Regions from separate parts of the Mus musculus genome. Here regions 1, 2, 3 and 5 are each linked to region 4. A link is a contact called in public ChIA-PET and HiChIP or PLAC-seq data. All regions are on one chromosome and are shown on one strand. Each heading gives the region's core, a stretch centred on a gene start, on an enhancer-like site or on the middle of the called end of the contact. The rest is flanking DNA. Distances are from core to core; before and after follow the strand shown.

Region 1 (2,700 bases), core at 118-2,617, 410 kb before region 4:
ACATTATAACAAAAATCATAGAGAGCTCACGACCTGGGAAGTAGTTGGTGCATTGTGACAAGATTCTGTGGTGCCCTGCATTGTTTAAAATCATCTTATGCCAGATAAACCTCATCCAAGCAAATTCGCAACTTACCTAACTGGATTTTCTTTTGAAAAAAAAATCCATCTTTCCAATTAAAAAGCAAAACAAACTTATTGTGATAACATCAACAAACAAGTATCTGAGGCTGCATTTCTTTTCCAGGCCCTCAGACAACACAGAGCAGACGTTAGCCGGCTTAGTACCAGGGATTTCTTTGGAAACGAGAGGAGTGAACATCAGGAAAAAAATAAAATTGAATTCTGATACAATTAACTATTTTCCCCATTTAAAAGTATCTTAGATTAAACACTACAAGGAGAAATGCCATCTAGCTGTAACTTGATAATCAACTCATGTCTCAAAGAGAAACTACTCCAGAAATAATTATTGACCAGACCAGATATGTAAGAAGGACTGAACCTTCAGTAAGCAGTGCCTGCCTGGTCACCCTGTCCTGAAGGACACAGCATTTGTAGGAATTTTATGAACTGTAACACACGTCTACCTTTTCAAGGCTGTACTCTGTACCCATCACCCAGGAAGGGCGGTGGCTCTACCAGAATTTCCACAGCAGAATTCATAGGAAGCATTATCTCAGAACTAAAATGATTAATTCAAAACACATTCGATGGTAAGACAACACGGAGAGTTTTTAAAGCACCTAATGTGCTCTTCAGCCTTTCTGTAGCTGAGCATTCAAAACCCTATTTTAATAATCATTAACATTTGAGGAAACAACCCTTTGTCTGAAGAGACTGGCTTACACACAAGCAAAGCTGTCTCGTGATTTTAAACCTTTCATATTTTGATCAAAAGCATTAAAAGCTGACTTAATTAACAATTCCTCTAACCATAGCAGATGCAGGTTGGATCAATTGCTTTAGCTACATTCCTGAACAGTTTCCAAATAAAGAGAGACAAAGAGAGTCAACTTTCCTATTAAAGTGTGATCTTTCCCCGAAACATTTATGTATTTTGAACAGAAGCAGTGTATGCTGCCCTCCACTAGGCCTTGTTTCTCTGAACAACGGCAAACTTGAACATGGAGTAACGAATCTTCTTACTTTCAATATCCATCACACGCAACTTTTAAAAATAGCCATTTCAACCTAGCCTTTGCCACAAAATCAACAAAATACAAGGAAGTAAAAATGAATATGGGTGTGCTTACCTGTGACAAAGACTTCTGTGTCCAGAAGGGCAAATCCAAAGGCCAGAAGTTTGAGCCACAAACCCATGGTCATATCTGGAGATCAGCTGTGCCCCTAAGAAATAGGGTCTCCCTGAAAGGCAAAATAATGGTTATCTCTCTTGAAGTTTGTCTCTGTAAAGCTAAGTCAAAACTAAAAGAAAAGAACGCATACTTTGCACTCTGTCTTATCAGATGGGGAGCAAGTTTCCTACTCTCTTACCCTAAGAACAAACCACTTGCTAGCTACATGCACTGCTAAATGGTGATGTCAGATTCGGTTTTACTAACTTCTCCAAAAATACTGTAAAGGGTCCTCTTTGCAGGAAGTTAAAAAAAAAAAAAAAAAGGTCGTTCAAAGTCAGTGCAATGGCTTCTTACTTCCTTAATTCAAGTAATTATGCTGTTAGCGGTTCGTCTCAATTTTCCTCTAAAGGAAAACAGTTTTAAACTATATAAATATTGCTCCTTTTTAATATCTTTTTAAGGAAGCTTTATTCAAAAACAATACATCCCTCCCAAGTCATCAATAATTTTCTTACCCAAGATATGACAAGCTTCCACATGAGTATAACAACATAGGGGTTGGCAAGATAACACAGTGACTAAGCTGGTACGAGGCTCTGAAGTTCGTTGAAGACGACCAAGTGACCCAAACCAACTGTCTTTCTGCTTATGTCTGCCAACTCCTGTTATTTACCATAAGGAGCTCAGACTCAAATGGTATGCCTATTTCCTCGGTGATGTGGCTTTCCTATGCAAAACTACCTTCACTGGCTTTAAAGAGCCTCCCAATTTGTTTTTCAGGGCTGCTGGTGGTGGTTTCATTGAGTTTTATGCAGGTATCTCCTTGAGTGGTGGAGTGAGACTCTCCTCTGTGCATCAGTGAATTCTGCTTCAAGACAGGAGTGCCCCTACATTTGGGGTTGCTCTGTGCTATTTACCAATGAAAGAAGAGCAATGAAAACCAAGCCTTGTCTTTTACAAAGTTAACTTGTTTCTTTTGATCATAGTATTTCCCCACCCCACCACACACATCCCTGATCAATTTCACATGTATATTGAATTTGCATTATTTCCCCCCACTCTCTCTTTTCCCCAGAACCCTCCTATGTCCAAATACACAGATTCATCCCTAATTCATACCATTTATTCTTTAACTTTTATTGCTACACACACACCTACAAATAAACGCATCCCTACACACACATACACTCATACACACACACCCCTACACATGTATACACACACTCACACACACACACACACACACACACACACCTGAAGGTATAACCTACTGAGTTTGTTTAGTGGTGTATGTGTGTGTGTGTGTGTGTGTGTAGATGTGTAGATGTGTAGGTGTGTGTGTATGTGTCTGTGTTTGTCTGTGTGTACATAGGGTTGACTACCTGGTATCACATAACTA
Region 2 (2,700 bases), core at 186-2,685, 260 kb before region 4:
GGTAGGGAGGGGGAAGGAACAGATTTCATCAGAGGGTAGTCATGCTCAGAACATTTATAATGAGAAAGCTGCTTGTGACTAGATGAATGGTCCACAGGGCATAAACCAAAAATGTTACCTATCTTTCATCATATTACAACGTGTGCTAATTACTTGTTGCAAGTTATTTATAAAATACAAATTTGTACAGCTAACAATGTTTAAAAAACAATTAGCAAAGTGAACCAGCATGGATAAGAAAAAAATTTAAAAACTGGATCGTATAGGATTTGTTGTAACCAAAAACAAAGTCACTCCTATAATAAATCACCTGTCTGAATTTTTATCAACTCGACGGCAATTTTTATTCACAGTTTACTTACTAACAGTCTGTTTAGAGTTGCTTCATTAAAGCTAGGTTGTTGCCAAAAGTGGCAAACAGTTTTGCATTCTGTAGGGAACTGGGACTGTATGGGTTAAAAGGCTTGATTTAAACTTTGCATAAAGCATGTGTCTGTGGCAGACACCCTGAGTCACCTTGGGGTGTTTCTTCCTTTCGCCCCGTTTGCCCATTTCCCATCCTGTCTATTTTTCTTCCTGTCTCTTATCCAAGCCTGCAAAACTCCACCAGGAGGGAACGAGTGAGTGCAGTGCTGTGGAAGTTCTGAGACAGAATCAGCTCTGCCACTCACTGTAAAGCGGGACGCCAGAGCCATCTCAGTGTGGCCGGAAGTGGATTAACAGTGCCTTCAACTCCTCGGTGTATGAAGAAACAGAAAATATTGCCATATCCAGTTCTAAAATTACAACTATTCCACAGGCTGTGCCTTCATCAAAAACGCTTCTGTGTGTATTTTCCTCAACAACTGCAAATCCGTTTCTAGATATACGAGTCCAGTTTTTATGCAAGGATTGAGGGCAACCACGGTTGAAACAGTCAGACTTGAGGCTTGCTTGCTTGCGGAAATAAAGTATCTTTGCTATCTGTGAGTTGTGTTTTGCTGCTCAGTGAACAGTTTGGGCTTTGTATCTTCCTTCCCTAATACCCAAATACTGTTTCAGAAACACAAAGTAAGATGGCGCCCCTGCTCAGGTCTTATTTTCGCTTCCTCTAGTTTCTGCTGGGAAGAAGTTTGCTTCGTCTTAAGTTGCCACGTTGTCATTCGCCGTCCACAGTAGTTGGCTTTATCTGAGATACATTTGTCCTTATACTGGGAAAAAGCATCACTGTTTCTGATTGTGATTTGAGCTATGTTTCCAAGCTAAACTGTAATCAACAATTTCACTCAGTAGTGTGGTGTCCTATCAAAACATAAATATCAAATTAACTGTGAGTAGTAGCTCCAAACCAAACCGGATCAGCCAAGTGAACCTTTCAAACAACTCAGATAAGATTGGTTTTTGCAGCCGGATGGAGTATTAAAATTTTCTCCTTCGTTTGTGCGGACAATCCTATTTTGAACACTAGATGGCGATATGAACTCGCTGAATTTGGAACCCGACCAGCCTATCCATAATTTCAAAGAGAAAAAAAGATGAGGATTTTCCTTAACTGATTTGATAGTCTGACACGGGGTGTTAGGAAGTGGATTTATATGATGTAACAGCTATTTCATTAAGCTTCTGTGAGAAAGAACGCATCCTCTTCTGGCAGGAAAAACGCGTCTGCTTCTAAAACACCAGCCAGGGAAATCGGGAGGCTTCATACAGAGGGAGGAGAGGGGAATGGCAGATAGGCTTGCTGGCCAATTTGACTGCTTCAAAACTGACTTAAATATTTTTCTTGACTACTTGACAGTCAAAATGGTGAAGGCAGTTTGTTTGTGTCAACACAGGGTGTATTTTGTGTGCCACAAAGTGAATGTCTATATTGCTAGACTTCCTGCCTGCCTCTTTTGTAGCGTAGCTATTTGGTCAAGTTGGTTAGGGCAGTCTACTACTACTGAAACCACAGTCACTGTGGGAATAAGTTCTGCTCTGTGGGAAAGCCTGTCCTCGATTTTAGCCAGTCATTGGACAAGTGCCTGATCTATAGATACTCCTGTGCATGGAAGTCCAGATGATCAAAAAAGGAACATCTTTGCAGGAAGGGAAAACAAAACAAAACAAAACAAAACAAAACAAAACAAAACAAAACAGTAAGAATCGCATAGTACATATCCCATGAATGGCAAATCCTGTGTGTCACTTCTCTAGAAAGGACTCAAGTAAATACTTTAAAAACTCAACTCTCTTGATGAGCACAGCCATATTCTTTGTCCCTAGAACCAGGTATATTCTGCACACAACTGCTTCAAACTGAAAGAGAAAGGAGGGAAAAATAGTTGGAATCCCACCAACCTCACAACATAGTCACAAAGACCAACAGGCAAACAAACATCAAGGAGTGCGCTAACTACTGCAAGGAAGAGATTTACACCCAAACTGCAAAGGAAGTGAATAAGAGTCGGTGTTTAAGGCCAGTCACTGAATTAAGATTCAAGCAATGGCATGAAATCAGCTCTAAGGTATGTCCAAAGGCATTCCAGATGATAAAGTAACAGTCTAAGAAACCAACAAATTACAGAGTGGGTGTTTAAGAATACCTGTCCCCATGCCAGGAATGTGGTCTCTATGGTGGCACATGCCACGAGCTATGTGGATGAGAGGGGTGGTCAAAAGGCAATCAGTGATTTTTCCCTTAATCTAAAACGTGATGAAATCCAAATATAAAATAAGTGT
Region 3 (2,700 bases), core at 48-2,547, 450 kb after region 4:
TTGTAATTTGGGGAGGAATGGCTTTATTTTATCTTATAGCATGCAGTCCTTCATAAAGGTACATCAGGACAGCAGCAGCAACCTGGAGGTGCATCGAAACAGGAACCACTCAGGAGTGCTGCTCATCGGCTCCCTCGCTTGCCTTATTTAGCCCAGATCCACCTCCCTGCCCCTGGGTGGCACTATGAACAGTGGACTGATTCTTCCCTTCTCAGTCGTTAATGGAGAAAACATCCCACAGACTTGTCTACAGGCCAAGCTTATAGAGGCATTTTCTCAGTTCTGGTTCCCTTTTCCAGTTGTCCTGAGTTTGTGTCAAGTTGACACAATCTTACCAGCATGTCTCTTCTCAATACATTCCACACATCTCCTCACTGACTGCATCTGCCTCATGGACGTACTGAAGTCTCATAATGATGATTTATTGCGAAGTCAATTAGGCTAATAATCTAAACTATATTAATATAAAAACACACAGATCTGTCACTTAAGGATGGGTAAAGATGAGTTTTATTTCTAACTAAAAACACAAAACAATATCTGATCAGGCTTAGTCTGTTTTTGCCCCTAGTCTCTCAAGTTTTCAATAGACTCTGAGTTTAAAACATTTCTTAAAGGATATGATATTTAAACCAGCTCACTGTCATTTTCTATACCCTCTCTGGCAATAAGGTGTGTCCCTGATTCAGTCACCACATGTTGTGTGCCTGTCTTCCCTTAGAAGATGGGGTGTGGAATGTGTCTGGCAGTCTCCCTGGCACTTTCCTCAGATGCCCTGTCACATCTCAGTGCTCATTGTGGGTCTCTAGCTCAGTTCTCTTACTCAAAGTTCTGTGGCTGAGCTGTAGGTTATTTTATTGTTGTTGTAGAGTTTATAGACCCCTCTTATAAAGTACAGTTAGATAGAATGATTGTTATTACTACATATTTACTTGAAATTATATTCAAATATTATCTTTAGAAAACCATGCCCTTTTTTGAAAACTTTGAATTAAAATTGCCAAATAGAACTTATTTTGTTGTAAAAGTGATTTTGGACATTTTTTTCCATAAATTACAATTATGGATATTGAGAAATATCCTCATATAATAGTATTTATGTTTATATTAAGAACTTTAATGCAAATTTATTATTTGATACTGTTATTGTGCAGAGCCTTACAAACATAAGTTTACTGAAATTTCCTGTGTGACGATCATTTGAAAGCTAGTGAGACTGAATTCTGGTGCTTCCATGCATGTCTGTGGCAAGGCTGGTAGGTAACCACTTCCTTCCATGGTTAGTTCAGGAAGGGGTTGTTGGTCTAGTAAGCTCTAGAAAAGTGAGTGTAGAGAAGTTTTTTCCTCTGGATGCTGGACACTGCTGCTGTGTCCTTGTGAGATGTACTGAAAGCTCATGGCTCATTCTACAAGCACATGGAAAGGACCAAAGCCAGTGTGCTTAGTAGAGTAAACCAGGAGAGAAGATTCCTGGTTCCTGGAGGGTGCTGTTGAGTTAAACAGTGCCTAGATAACCTGCCTTGTCTCTCTGCTCTGTGTGTTCAGCTGTTTGCTGTTATGTACCCTGTTGAACAGTGTTCTAGGATCAATTACAGTTTTAATCGGAGGAGCAGTGATTTCCACAGGAAGCCTTCAGGATTGGGCATTCTGACCCCCAGAAGAGGGGACCCAGGCACTCCAACCTGCAGCCTACCCAGTTGTGGGTGTTTCTGTCCTAGCTGAATGAAGTCTCAGAAGTGGCGGTTTGGAGGTTAACTATGGGGAGCAGGCATTGACTTAGTGGTTTTGGTGAATGATTGGTTATGTACGGGAGAGAGGAGGGGTCTAAATGATGCCACACTATTGGTTTGGGTATGTTTAGAGAGGATTCTATCACTGTCTATTTCAAGGGCTGTAACTCAGACAATTTCAACCTTAAAGAGTATAAATGTGAGAGGTTGGACTATTAAGAAAGTGATGTGTGAAAGAATATATGAATAATTGTAGACTTCATAAAAATGCCTAAGCTGTATGAAGTCATTTGTGTAGATCAGATTTGTTATGCAGAACAGGAAAAAGGGGAGTACGGAACTTCAGAGAGCACTACCGTTTGTTCCTGAGGAAGTGGTGGGGAAGTGGAAGTAGGTTACAGAAATGGTGACTTTCACCTTACAGCCTGTCCAAAGCAGATCTAGGGCTTCGTCGTGGACTTTAGAATATTTAAGAAACAGTAGTTTCTTAGCTGCTGTTTGAGCTTAGACTCTGCAGGGCAGCTTCCCTGGTGAGCAGACTGTCCATCTAACAGGGTGTTTTCTCTTTCACAGCAGTGGCTTCTTTACAAAGCTACAAGTGAGCTACATACTCAGTAAAGAAGTTTCCATGAATTATTTCCAATCACTAATATGATAGCTAGCTGTCTTATTTTGGAACTTGTACAGAATATCCATTATTGCCCGTGGTACTTTCCTCTGGATAATTTCGTATTCTAGTTCATTCTTTGGGTTATTTTTGTTTTTATCTTTGACATATGTTAGCAATTATCTTTATGTGAGAATAATATATTTTTATTAAAAATATTCTGAAACTAAACTTTTTCTTGGTTAATAAAATTTCTGTAGAAATAAAAATTTTCAGTAGCACAGGAAATGTATTTCGTGTTTATGGTGAGTAGTATGGCAAACCTATGAATACATATCTAGAAGTAACTCTATGTGAGTGTGT
Region 4 (2,700 bases), core at 64-2,563:
TTGGGTATAATATTAAAGATAACCCTGCTATAGAAGGATCAAGTGAAATTGCTTTAAGCCACTAGGCCCAAATAACTCATAGTTTTTAAACCTGCCTTCATCTTAAAAATAAGAACGTCTCCAGAGGCTTGTACATGGGTCGTGAGATGTTTGTTCCCAGGCTAGGAAACTGTATACAATTTGTGCCCTGGAAAGAGCTTTCCACCCAAAGTTACAAATACTCAAGAAGAAAAGATCATGTGGAGATTCTGACCTAAGTAGCCATAGTCTAACTACTGTGATGTTCCTCTCAGCAGTTCCTGGCTTGCTGTTCAGAGTTAGGGACGATCCTTGGTCCTTTCACCTGAGAAGTTACAAATGTCTACTTCTTCATTCGCTGTTGTTCTATGAGTAACCAGCAAGCTACAGCACCAGCACAGACAACTGGACTTTGGCAGCCAGGCTGGACAGAAGGTGAAGGGTTATTCAACTCATCTCCCACTCTCTTCTTCTGTTTGACAATAAGAATAGTAAAATTTTAATTCAAGCTCATCTTCAAACTCTGAAGCAAGCCACCTACACATGGAACTAAATATTAACAAGGGGATCTTTCCTGAGCTAATGGCATTTTGAAGACTCTGGGGAGTGGTGACTGTACTGCAATTCTTAACAGCATACCTATGTTACTCAAACCACTCCTACTCAGTCAGGCACGTTTGGTTCAGGGAGCCAGAAGCAAACAATGCAGATCTGATATCTGTACCACCACTTTGAGGTGGACCCTGCAATGTGTACCATGTACTCTCTCAAGTGCGAAAATTCCTTCTCTGAAAAAGCCTGAGGATGACACAAAGCCCTAACCTACTTGACCAGGCAGTCAGTGACTTGGTGACATAAATTACCAAGTGTCTTATTACCACTAAGATTAGAACTCAAATGCTGTATGATATTACCATCCTGCTTTCTGTTCACTGCTTTCAAAAAAAATAGGCCTACTATATTTTGGGTTTTTATATTATTAATAGCATTAGGGGAGCCAAAAGCTCCAGGAAAGGTCTCATAGAGTATGCCAAACTACAAGGTCTAACCTCCCTTTCTGCCTGAGTCCTTTCTGACAAACAGTGACACAGCCCAGGGACTGCGGACTAAGGACTAGTCTCACTGAGATGCTCTCACTCCAAGGGTAGAGGAGACAGGTTTGCAGATGCTTTCTACAAGAAAGGTGAGTGCTGAACTCTGTATTGCTCTGCTGTAACCTATCTCACTACAAGCACACCTACCAGTCAGGCCCTGGTGGGTAAAAGTACCAGCATGTAGGAGGATGAGTCTCCTGTGCCTGGTCTGCTTGCAACAGCTGTTACCCTCATCTACCCAGCGACAGTTGTCACCTATGAAGGTGTGGCAAACCAATGTGCTAAAAAGTCGTTTCCTTTCGAATCCTGTTTCTCACTGCATTCTGTGTAAAGTCTGCATTCTTCCCTGGTTGGGGGAGGGAGGTGCACCAAGCAATATGCTAAGATAAACAATGACTTGATTGAAATGTCTTTCAAAAGGCCTAATCAGGGGGAATGTGTATTTAGTCATGAGTTCCCAAAAAAAGATGAGGGTGATTGCCACCAAAGAAATGTGATCTAGAAAATTGAACTTCAGAAGTCTCAAAGCAAGCAGCTAGCTGAAACCAAAGCCAATCAGTTCAAAGTAAATGTGTCTCTAGAAAACTAGAAACTAGGAACCAATACATTTCTGTAGATGGTCTAAACAGGGTGGCAACTGTAGACCTCACGGCTCATTAGCTACCTCCAGCATTGGGACCCTGATGTGCAGGCCTTTACAGCAGTGATGCTCAACCTTCCTAACACTGCAACCCTCCTCATGCTGTGATGACCCCCAATCATAAAATCATTTCCTTGCTACTTCATAACTGTCATCTTGCCATTGTTGTGAATCATAATGTACATATCTGATTTGGGAGATATCTGCTGTGTGATTCCATGGTGGAGAACCTCTGCTTTCAAGAGAAAGGAGACCAGAGACGGGACTAAATCCTCCTCAGGCTTGAAGACTGCAGACGAGGCAGAGGGCACAGCCAGGCTACATGGCAGACCAGGCAGAGGGCACAGCCAGGCTACATGGCAGACCAGGCAGAGGGCACAGCCAGGCTACATGGCAGACCAGGCAGAGGACACAGCCAGGCTACATGGCCCTTCTGGATCCTGATTCTTACAGGGCTGCCTTTCTAGTGTTTCTTGAAGGAAAAAGGCCAAACATTTGATTGTCTGGACTTGAGAATAAACAACAACAACAACGAGAGGTTGCCGTAAACTGTACAAATGGGGCCACCTGAGACCCTTACTGTGACTGCTGCTGCTGCCACTTCTGAACATGAACTTCATGGGGAATGTCAGACATGTGCGTACCACGAACGCTCACTAATCCACAGCATGTTTTAACAATTTGGGGAAAAAAAATTACTTGTAGAGAGGCAACAAGTAACAGACCATACAGGGTGTCTCCTCCCCAAGTGAAACATAAAAAAAAAACAAAAAACAAAAAAAAAAAAAAAAACCACAGATTCCAAGAGACAAAGCACATCTGTGGTTTAGGGTTTGTACTCTGAGAATACTGAGAAGGGCAGCATTTGATTCAAGTCGCTGCACTGGCAAGGAAACTGTAAGGCACTGGCAGCCTGTGGTGGATCTGGACCAGCTGAACTCTGCTCTT
Region 5 (2,700 bases), core at 50-2,549, 440 kb before region 4:
AGAAAGAAAGAAAGAAAGAAAGAAAGAAAGAGTAGACAAAGACCTATTTTCTATTTTCATCTCCATTATAATTAACTCTCCCCAAATCAGATTTTAATATATATAACATATTATATCTCAACTAATACTCTAATGTGTGTTTTTCAGTCTCTGCTCCAGTTTGCTTTGTTTTAAGACCCATGGGTGTTCACAGTTTTTTACATTCCTGTCTCACATATTTCAGTGATTGCTGTTTAATTACTAAGCCGTCAGTCAGGAGCTAAGCAGGTCTATATTTAGGAAACTGTGTTTTTATACCTACTAAACCATAAGCTGCTGCTCAGTGATTATAAATATTCCTTCACAGAGATCTATGCTGACAGTGTTGATTCTTTAAAAAAGAAAACCTGAGAACATCAACAGGAACATTTTACTTGACATTTTAGAACATGCCCACTGCATACCCTCTCTGAGCTATGCCAGGGTTACTCTCTCTGCAGAACCACCTTACACATGTCTACATTTCTAGAAAAGTTCCTGAGATAAATAAATCTTAAGTGCTAACTCAAAGTGGAAAACCTATGTTATTTTAACATGGAGAAAATATTTTGAAAGCTCTAAATCAAAACTCTTACAGGAGAAAAACAAAATCATATCAGTTATTTTTGTTATTTAGAATTTCATACATGCAAGCTAATTGTTTGCTCCTTTGCTTTTGATGTCTCTCCACTACTCCCTCCCAATTTCATGAGCCATTTGTTTTGTTTTAAAACCCACTCAGTCTACTTGGTACTGTCATTATGTGCCTGGATTCAGGGTCATCTAATGGAGGATGGTTAGTATCCTTTCACTAAAGTGTAGAAGAAAGTCCATGTACATAGATAATTAAAATGCAGTATTTATACAAATAAGATTCTCGAGATGCTGAGCATAAGGACTGAGGAGAACGGAAGTATAATCATGTATAATCATTTAGTAGTCTTTAAGACTCAATGACAACGATGTCTCTAGGTTTCACTTAAAACAAACCCTGACTTTTATAGCTCTCTTTGTTGTGTCTCTCTGCACACATACTTAAGAGATATGCTGATCATTTGCTCTGTGGAGAAAAAAATCCTGGACCAGAAATGGGTTCTGCTTCAAATACCATGGCTGAAATAGCATCTCAAACTGGCACACTAGGCAGATGTTACAAAGAAATATGCAAATGGTTGCATAGTAACCACAAAACTGAATAAGCTCATTATCAAGGTTCAAACTGTGGTAGATGTGAGAGTTTGGCAGTGACGAATTCTTAGAGCTGAGGCTGAAGATTCTTCTCTGTCCCTGGCCATGTGCTTGGCTCTGGTTGTCTGCCAGCCTCTTCCAGGCTCACACCCACCCACCGACACCCAGTGCCTTCTTTTATGCTCTCTGCCTTCCGTTCTCATAAAGTGTGCTCTGCCACACGGCTGGATCTGCAACTCATCAAGCTGCCTAATTCATTTTTAGAAGCTATTAAACATGTAAAAATTTACCTTTGGGGGTTATTTTCATAAATAGTTTCATAAATGATGAAACCACTTTACCCAAAGGGCTTCCTTTTCCTCTCCACTTCTTGTCTTATCCTTGTTCTTCTGAGGCTGATGTTTTTAGGTGGAATTAGAAAATGGATCCTATTGTGGATCGTGGCCTTCAGCTACGGTACTTGCAAACCCAGCCCCTAGTGAGCTCTGCCACAGCCCACTATGATTCTACTGCTGTTCTTCATGCAGAGTTGACTGGTTTCCTCTCTGTGCTCTTCATTTCCCTTTGGAAATTCTTACTTCTTATAGAAGCAAAGCAACAACAGCTATAGTCCTACATAATTTGGAATTCTGAGCTACCTATGGCCTCTCTGTTCTTAGAGTGTTCACAGAGTCTTCCATACATTGGTTTCTCTGCCCCTCCAGTTCCATTCTCAGCCATTCCCTCTTGTCTTCTAACCTGAAAAGTATTTGAATTTTCTGAAAACTGCTCCTCCTCCTCCTCCTCCTCTTCCTCTTCCTCTTCCTCTTATACTCCTCTTTCTCCCACATCCTCTACACCCTCTCCTGGTATGTATGGGCCTTTCTAATTCCTTATTATTCATCCTCACCTTCATCTTGATCATATGTTTTTCTCCCAAACCATTTGATGATATTCATTTCTCATTGCCTTCAAGTGTAGCGAGTGGCCTTTGTGAAACACTCAGACCCATCTTACTGTCTCTGTCTAACTGCATATGAATCACAACATGTTACTGTGTATACAGAAAAGTCCACTCTTCTAACGTTTAAGTATTTTTTTTCTGTATCCTAGACTCTTTCTCTCTGAATGAAGCCAACTTCTACACAGTCTTCAAAGCCCACCTACATGTCAACAACTTCAGCCACTATGGTACTTTGTCCATATACTTATATATGATATCAGCCTGTTTTTGCTTAATGTTTCTTTCTATATTCATCCCTGACCAGCTTAACACTCAGTGATCTGCTCTTAGAACAATTCATTTTAATTTGTACTTCTGCATGAAGTATCAGCAACATGATAATTCTTGTGTGGTGTTTAATCACCCCTTCCCTTATGCTGCATACAGATGTAGGCCCAATGGCTTCACTTCTCTAACATCAATTTTATTTTTATATTTTCTCATACTGGTCAATGTCTAGAATGCCTGCAACATAATAATCTTTGAAAGTCGTAAGAGTTAAGTTGTATCAC

The links. ChIA-PET counts read pairs in DNA pulled down with a chosen protein or histone mark. HiChIP or PLAC-seq counts read pairs in DNA pulled down with a chosen protein or histone mark.
Region 1: an RNA polymerase II ChIA-PET map of memory CD8 T cells shows a contact between it and region 4, with 1,160 read pairs. The contact joins the promoter of Ptprc here to the enhancer-like site in region 4. A contact is called at or near these places in 1 of 15 datasets of contacts at CTCF or cohesin (CD8 T cells), 2 of 484 Hi-C or Micro-C datasets (Th1 cells and natural killer cells), 5 of 115 datasets of contacts at active chromatin or transcription factors (CD8 T cells, effector CD8 T cells, memory CD8 T cells and 2 more) and 2 of 9 other capture datasets (adipose tissue and macrophages).
Region 2: a contact with region 4 is called in an RNA polymerase II ChIA-PET map of memory CD8 T cells, with 121 read pairs. The contact joins two enhancer-like sites. A contact is called at or near these places in 6 of 484 Hi-C or Micro-C datasets (CD4 T cells, cortical neurons, embryonic fibroblasts and 2 more) and 4 of 115 datasets of contacts at active chromatin or transcription factors (the NIH/3T3 cell line, effector CD8 T cells, memory CD8 T cells and 1 more).
Region 3: an RNA polymerase II ChIA-PET map of memory CD8 T cells shows a contact between it and region 4, with 8 read pairs. The contact joins two enhancer-like sites.
Region 5: a contact with region 4 is called in a Foxp3 HiChIP or PLAC-seq map of regulatory T cells, with 7 times the contacts expected there. The contact joins two enhancer-like sites. A contact is called at or near these places in 1 of 15 datasets of contacts at CTCF or cohesin (the NIH/3T3 cell line) and 2 of 115 datasets of contacts at active chromatin or transcription factors (microglia and regulatory T cells).

What each region holds. Positions count from the first base shown.
Region 1 is chr1:138,173,759-138,176,458 of GRCm38.p6, forward strand. It overlaps Ptprc (protein tyrosine phosphatase, receptor type, C), which reads right to left and starts at 1,368. Exons shown (of 32, transcript NM_001111316.2): 1 at 1,257-1,368. The coding sequence starts at 1,329.
Region 2 is chr1:138,326,991-138,329,690 of GRCm38.p6, forward strand. No RefSeq gene overlaps it. Among named protein-coding and RNA genes, the nearest start is that of Atp6v1g3, 55 kb to the left of the region's middle. Within about 2 kb of position 1,436, at least 86 of the 459 cell types and tissues checked have an H3K27ac peak or open chromatin away from gene starts, as enhancers often do. A contact at or near this core is called in memory CD8 T cells, where this site is marked.
Region 3 is chr1:139,035,219-139,037,918 of GRCm38.p6, forward strand. The region is part of intron 3 of Dennd1b (DENN/MADD domain containing 1B); the gene reads left to right. Among named protein-coding and RNA genes, the nearest start is that of 4930596I21Rik, 59 kb to the left of the region's middle. Within about 2 kb of position 1,298, at least 48 of the 459 cell types and tissues checked have an H3K27ac peak or open chromatin away from gene starts, as enhancers often do. A contact at or near this core is called in memory CD8 T cells, where this site is marked.
Region 4 is chr1:138,586,663-138,589,362 of GRCm38.p6, forward strand. All of the region lies in intron 1 of Nek7 (NIMA (never in mitosis gene a)-related expressed kinase 7), which reads right to left. Among named protein-coding and RNA genes, the nearest start is that of Nek7, 32 kb to the right of the region's middle. Within about 2 kb of position 1,314, at least 37 of the 459 cell types and tissues checked have an H3K27ac peak or open chromatin away from gene starts, as enhancers often do. A contact at or near this core is called in CD8 T cells, Th1 cells, effector CD8 T cells and 2 more, where this site is marked.
Region 5 is chr1:138,147,787-138,150,486 of GRCm38.p6, forward strand. All of the region lies in intron 1 of Ptprc (protein tyrosine phosphatase, receptor type, C), which reads right to left. Among named protein-coding and RNA genes, the nearest start is that of Ptprc, 26 kb to the right of the region's middle. Within about 2 kb of position 1,300, at least 73 of the 459 cell types and tissues checked have an H3K27ac peak or open chromatin away from gene starts, as enhancers often do. A contact at or near this core is called in regulatory T cells, where this site is marked.